Regions from separate parts of the Mus musculus genome. Here region 2 is linked to region 1. A link is a contact called in public Hi-C data. All regions are on one chromosome and are shown on one strand. Each heading gives the region's core, a stretch centred on a gene start, on an enhancer-like site or on the middle of the called end of the contact. The rest is flanking DNA. Distances are from core to core; before and after follow the strand shown.

Region 1 (3,149 bases), core at 164-2,663:
TTAGTGCTATCCACAGTAAACCAACTTACAAGAGCTCCCATCTGAGACAGTAACCTCAGCATATAAAATGGGGGATACAGTTCAGCACTTAACATGCCCTGCTCCCAGGGGTTACCAGCTTGAGCATCAGGGATCCAAGCTTCAAGGATACCTTTCCAACACATCCCAGCAAATGCCGTGCCCCTGGTGTTGTGTAAATATCCATTCCGGGTCCCTGAAGACAGAGATCACCTGCTTGTGATGACACCAAGAGGAAGGTATGAGCCATCATCTCCATCTTCAAGGTGGAGGATGCCAGGAGCTGCTCCAGCCCCGCCTCTCACATCTTCTTCCTAGGAACGCTCCCCCATCGTTTGCTGTGGCTGTGACCCACGAGGCAATTTCCCAGCTGCTGCAGACAGACCTTTCTGAATTTAAGAGGTTGCCTGAACAAGAGGAGGAGGAGGAAGAGGAGGAAGAAGAGAAAGCCCTCGTGACCTGTAAGTTCCACTCATATGGCTCTGGGATTGTTTAACAAGTGACAAACTCAGATTGACACTAAAGGTCAGTGCCAGCGTGCCATCAGGACAGCAGTGTTGGAGTTCAGCAAGAGCACGATGTGGCATAGAAAACCTGCAATGGACTGAGCAGCACGTGGGTCAAAGGCGGCCAGTGAGACGGTGGCCCACCTTTGTGCTGTCTTGATGGTGCTTCAGAGCACATAGAAATGAGTGGTGCCTGTCCTGCCTTACACACGAGAAGTGCAAGGTGTTGGTTCACAGCCACACAGCCAACCTCACCTGTACTCACTGTCCCCCTTGGCTAACACGAGGCCCTTAGCAGAGTGGCACATCCACCTCGGGGAGGGGGCAACTGTTGTCTAGGTCCCCTGCCTTGACTTACCTTAGTTGGGATCATTAGATGTCAGTGATCCCAATCATGAGGTGACGAAGATGGACATTTCGTGTCCACTGGCTACAGCCATCAGTGAGTTGAGCCCTACAGTGGTACACCAAACCAAAGGAACCCAGGAACAGAACGGGGAGCAAACGCCAAGAGGCCCCAAGACCACTTGACAGAGCGTTTGTTTATAAAATCCAGGCTCTTTTTCTGCATGACTCTCTTTCCTCCTATTTTGCTGCAGTACCAGAAGTATTAGGAGGGAAGTGGTGGCTGCAGGTATGCACACAGGATGTGGGCCGAGTTTCCAGGCAGTAGAGGGAGCCTCTCTTTGCCCAGCTTTAGGCCATGTGTAGAAGGACAAAGAACACTGTAGGAGAAAAAAGAAACCTACTTCAGCCTTAGCACTTGCGCCTACCAGCCACTCTCCTCACCCCCCATTTCTGGCCCCTTCCGCAGCTCCCTGCCAGCCTTCAAGCCAGCATGGCCTTGCCCCCTGCCTAGGAGACAACTATCCATAAAGACAGGCGGCCATTGTTCTCTATAAAGCCAGCAGACAATCCAGTCTGGCAGCAGCTGCCGCCAAGGCCCATCCTTACCCCTCCAGCTAGGAGACAGTATCACCTGCTGGTGGGAAGGAGAATTGCAGCCGGCAAACCAGGCCTTAAACCCAGGCGTCTGGAGAAGGGATGTGCCTTCCCCGCCTTCCCTGCCTGTCCCAGAGCTGCCATGCAAGCCTAGGCTTGTAGCCTTGCGCACTGTTGCAAGTCTGTTGTTGGCACGCTGTTCTTGCCAGCTGTCTCAGCACATTCTTTGAGGCTTATTGCCCCAGGCAGAAATGTGACTAAGGCACCTCCATGCCCACCTACCAGCACTTCCCTGTGATTGTTGTGAAGATAGACCTCCCGGGCAGTTCCTAAGGCTCAAGACTATAGCCCTTGGCCAGAAAATCAGGGTAGGACTCCAAGAGCCTGAGGCTGAGCATTACCGTAGGGCTTGCCATCTTCATTTTTAATTGCCCATTCTTCCTCTTGAGCAAAATTCAAGTCTAAACCTATTGCTGGAAATAGCAGTGTAACCAAAGGCTAAAAAGAGACAGCCCAGGCCTAGAGGCCCAGCCTTGCTCAACGTTCCCTCCATACCAGCAGTCTCCAGGAGCAAGGAGACCACAACAGCTCTCCAGGTAGTCATGGAGTCTACCTGTGTACAGAGGAGGAAATGAAAGACATGAGAAGTAATGTGGTTAGGGATGGGCTTAGACACAGGAAACTTGAGTTCTTCAGGGTCCCATTTAGAGCTGTGGTCCCTAGGCTGGGCCTAACAAAGTCAGTTCTCCAGCTCCTCAGCCTCCACTCCCACAGCTGCTGCTAATAGTCCCCAGCATGATGGCTGCAGCAGACTAGATGGCCTGCCCCCAAGCAGGCTTGTTAGACTTACCCTTCTCCCTGCTCATTGCTTTCCTCCCATGCCTCCCTCCAGCCTCTTCCACTCCTCCCGTTTCTTCCATGGCCATACTTCTGACTAAGCACACTTCTCCCAGTTCTCCTTGTTCCTCTGCTGTGGCCTTTGATACTTGAACCCTCTGGTTGGGGGTTGGGAAATTGGGGTGGGACTTTTGTTATTGATGTTCTAGTTTTTTCTACCTTTTACATGTACATGTACATTATTTTGAAATAATAAGTATGCATGCAGTGAATTATGAGAAATAACAGAGATATCCCGACTATATATACACGACCCCGTTTTCCTCCTAGGAACATCATAGAAAACTATAACAGTATGTCACACACAAGATCTGAATATGGTCAGACACAAGCCAGCTTCCTTATTGCAAGGATTCTACATGTAACCTTCCACAGGCCACTAACTCTCCTTCCCTGCTGTAGCCAGTCCTTAACTCCCAACGGTGACTAGTTTTCATCATTTCAAAAAGGCCTATCACTGGAATCGCACGGCCGACAGTTGGGGTTAGTGTCTTCCACTTGGTGTGATTCTCTGAAGATGGACCTGGCCACTTCACTCAGTTCTCCTGGACCCTTACCCAAGGCTCAGCTAGCTGCTGAGCCATTTATAGATTGGAAGCTGGACAGATCACAGATTTGGGATATTACAGATGTAGCTGGTATGATTCATGCACTGTTCTTATGGGAACAGCCCTCATTCTTCTAGGATTCATGCCCAAGAGTACAGTTTTTGGCTTAGAGGATAGTTGTATGTTTAGTTGTGAAAGTTATTTCTAGGAGCAGCTTAAGTCAGAACAGGCCAGAATT
Region 2 (3,149 bases), core at 213-2,712, 180 kb after region 1:
GGCCTCTGGATCCACCTGATGCTGTGTCTTCTTCCGTTCCTGGGCAATCTGGGAGGTAGCAAAATGTCTGATAAAGAACCCAAGGGCTGGCTCTTCTCACCCCCAGCTAGGAGGGAGGGCCAAGGCTGATACAGAGCCTCCAGTGTGCCCTCCTGCTCCTAACAAGGCCATGATTTGCTTGGCACCTTCCTTACCTGGGCATCAGCCTCCTCATAGGGGTCCACAAACACTGTGGTTGTACATATGAGCACTTCCTCCTGGTGGCAGAAAGCTCTGTGAGCAGGCAAGCAGACTTCCCCAAACAGCACCCAGTGGGCAGTTGTGCTTTGTTCTCCCTAGGCACATACCTTAGGACGGTCAGTTTTAGGGTCACTCTCCACATTCTCCATGGCTGTCAGCGTGTCAAAGCCCCCAACAACCCTGCAGCAGATTGACAGAGTTGACTGGGTACCAGAGTGCCCCGAGCAGAGAGAGGCATCACGGCAGAGCTGAGACATGCCATGAAGAGGACTGGCAGACAGTGCAGAGCCTCAGAAAGGTCAGTCCAGTCACCAGGCAGGACAGGATGCACCACAACACAGAAATGAGCAGCACACCACACCCAGCCAGGTTTGGTGACTAAAGTGTTCCTGGATGAGCCACAATCCGTGTTTCCATACTTCTTCCCCCCAGTTTGCTAAGGCAGGATCTTGTATGAACTATGGCTGCCTGGGTGTCTCCTCCTCTTGGCCCCACAGGCCAGGAGAGCCAACCTTCCCCTATAGAAATACCCAGTCCTCAGTGGTGGTTGGAGGGATAATAGCCATGTCTGGGGAAAGGCAGTGAAGGCCCACACTGCAATCCAAATATTTACAGCATCTACTCTTACCGTCCAAAGATGGTATGCTTCTTATCCAGGTAAGCGCAGGATCGGAATGTGATGAAGCTGGGGAAAGTACAGGGAGATGAGGAAGCAGCAGGCTGTCCCAATAGTGTGCTCTAGGCTAGTAATGACTGCTCCTCAATAGAAGCCCTGCCCAGCTTGGAGCTTCCTTGAACCCGTGTATGCTGCCCACTGCCTGTCTCTGCTAAGGCTACAGAGGTAAATCCAGACCTCTGGCTCTCCGGAGAAAGCCGGAGTTTGGTTGCCAGACCTCCCTTGGAAGGCAAGCAGGAGAGGCAGGTGGCTTGAACATAGTCATTAGACTCTTTGGAGGAAGGAAATGGAGTGACTCAAGCCCATCATGAGCCCTGCCAGAGGCAGAGGACTGAGTCAGGCTTCCAGGGTGTCTGGAAGAAGCTCTAGACTACAGTCTGTAAACAGGGGAGAGCAAAAGGCTGGACAGCATGAGACAAAGGTGGGAGCACCTGCAATCCTAGCAGGAGGCTGAGCTCGGCCCAGCCTGAGCTACAAGACCTCTCTGAATAAATCAAAAGGAAAGCAGGAAGTATGATATCCCTACCCAGAGCGGCAAGAGGACAGTCCTACAGGGCCAACAGGACAGCAGCCTTCCCCTGATAGCCACATCTAGTGAGGCTCAGAAGGCTGAGTCTACAAGCTGCAATGAGCATGCCTCACCCAGCAAACAGGGGCATTTCTGAGGCCACCAAGCACACACTGTGTACACTTGGTCTCATTTGACTGTACTGCCCTTAACCTCACTATGGAACCAAGGATGCCAGAGCTGACTGTTGCCATCACCTCACAGGTGTGTGCCACACACTCCCATTTCTGCCTGACCTACCTAGAGAGGACTTTGGTGCCTATCTTTAAGTACTATCTGCAGCTCGGAATGCTATTCAACCCGCTGACCTGGGCTCCTTTATTGAAGGGACCTAGGCTTCATCTAGGTTACTTTGATTGGATTTAACTTAGGCTGAGCACAACTTTTAGGGAGACCTCTTAGGTCCTTTGGATATCACCCCCAGCAGCTGAGTAAAAAGAGCTGGACATGGACTCACAACTGAGATTTGTTGGTGTTGGGCCCCGAATTGGCCATGCTGAGCACCCCACGGCCCGTGTGTGAAAGGTTGGGACGGAACTCATCTTTGAAAGGCTTGCCCCAGAATGACTCTCCACCTAGAACAGAGAGAAGCACTGTCAGTGGTCAGCCACAAAGCCTAGTAGAGAAGCATCAGGGAGCCGTGTCCTTGAGGCAGCCTCCCTGATTACTTCTAGATGCCAGAGCCTTCTATACAAGCTGACACTGCTTTCTCACCTGTGGGCCAGGGCTGAAGGCTTAAGCTACAAGGCATCATTCTAACACATGGGTCCAAGTCATAGTTGGCCCATGGAGTTGGAGGCTTGGGGAAGATTGCTGTGCTCTGCAGGAGCAATGGGGGCACCTTCTTGCATGACAGGAATGCATGGCCAGACCTCCTGAGAGTGAACAAGTGGTTTCTGAGAACTTCACCTCCCTGTCTTGTTATGGTAGGACCCTGAGGATTAGGAAAGAGGCCCTGATACTGTGGAAAAAGTAAGGGGCATGCACAAGGTAGGCCACAAGGCCAGCCACTGAATGGCCAGCCACCCCCAAGTTTGAAAGATTATATACCCAGAACTTAAAACCCAGCTCCCTACCAGGCCCCACAGAACAATCACATTTATTATTCCAACAGAACAAGGCTGGCACCAGCACCTACCTGTGCCTGTACCTGTGGGGTCACCGCCCTGGATCTGCAAAAATAAAACCCAGTGAGGCCATTGGCTCTGATGATGCTGATCACCCCACACACCCTGCCGACTAACTGGACAGGCTTCCCACAGGCATGTGCTGCAATAAGGACAGGGACCTCCTCTCTGACCCCAGCTAGGTCTTCCTGGATGAGCACTGAAGGGCCAGCTATAAGATCCCTGGCACAAGATACACCTGAAGACCCTACCCTGGCCACACATGGCCTGGAACGAGGTATCTGGAACCGGGAAGGTATGAGCCTGTTTGTTTCCTGGATGTTCCCCATGTCATCAAGCATCTATGGCCACATCAACCTATACCACTCACCACAAAGTTCCTGATGGACCTGTGAAAGATGGTACCATCATAATACTGTTTCTTGCAGAGCTTGATGAAGTTTTCACAGGTTTTTGGTGTCTACAAAATATCCCAGCAGTATGAGGCATAGTTAATAGCAGAGGCATAAGACATGCAGACCTTTATCATAGCAGAAAG

What was found. Hi-C and Micro-C count contacts between places; a contact is called where the count stands out from the background.
Region 2: a Hi-C map of cortical neurons shows a contact between it and region 1, with 1.6 times the contacts expected there. The contact joins two enhancer-like sites. A contact is called at or near these places in 4 of 39 promoter capture datasets (embryonic stem cells, liver and stem cell-derived epiblast-like cells), 9 of 484 Hi-C or Micro-C datasets (the N1E-115 cell line, bone marrow-derived dendritic cells, cerebral cortex and 4 more), 7 of 115 datasets of contacts at active chromatin or transcription factors (the SCID.adh cell line, SST interneurons, bone marrow-derived macrophages and 3 more) and 3 of 9 other capture datasets (embryonic stem cells, liver and pancreatic islet).

The regions. Positions count from the first base shown.
Region 1 is chr16:16,910,603-16,913,751 of GRCm38.p6, forward strand. Ppm1f (protein phosphatase 1F (PP2C domain containing)) reads left to right here. Exons shown (of 8, transcript NM_176833.4): 3 at 337-479. Among named protein-coding and RNA genes, the nearest start is that of Ppm1f, 16 kb to the left of the region's middle. Within about 2 kb of position 1,414, at least 162 of the 459 cell types and tissues checked have an H3K27ac peak or open chromatin away from gene starts, as enhancers often do. A contact at or near this core is called in cortical neurons, where this site is marked.
Region 2 is chr16:17,089,234-17,092,382 of GRCm38.p6, forward strand. It overlaps Ppil2 (peptidylprolyl isomerase (cyclophilin)-like 2), which reads right to left. Exons shown (of 21, transcript NM_001252444.1): 13 at 2,982-3,071; 14 at 2,623-2,656; 15 at 1,942-2,059; 16 at 869-925; 17 at 348-420; 18 at 195-257; 19 at 1-48. Among named protein-coding and RNA genes, the nearest start is that of Ppil2, 20 kb to the right of the region's middle. Within about 2 kb of position 1,463, at least 19 of the 459 cell types and tissues checked have an H3K27ac peak or open chromatin away from gene starts, as enhancers often do. A contact at or near this core is called in cortical neurons, where this site is marked.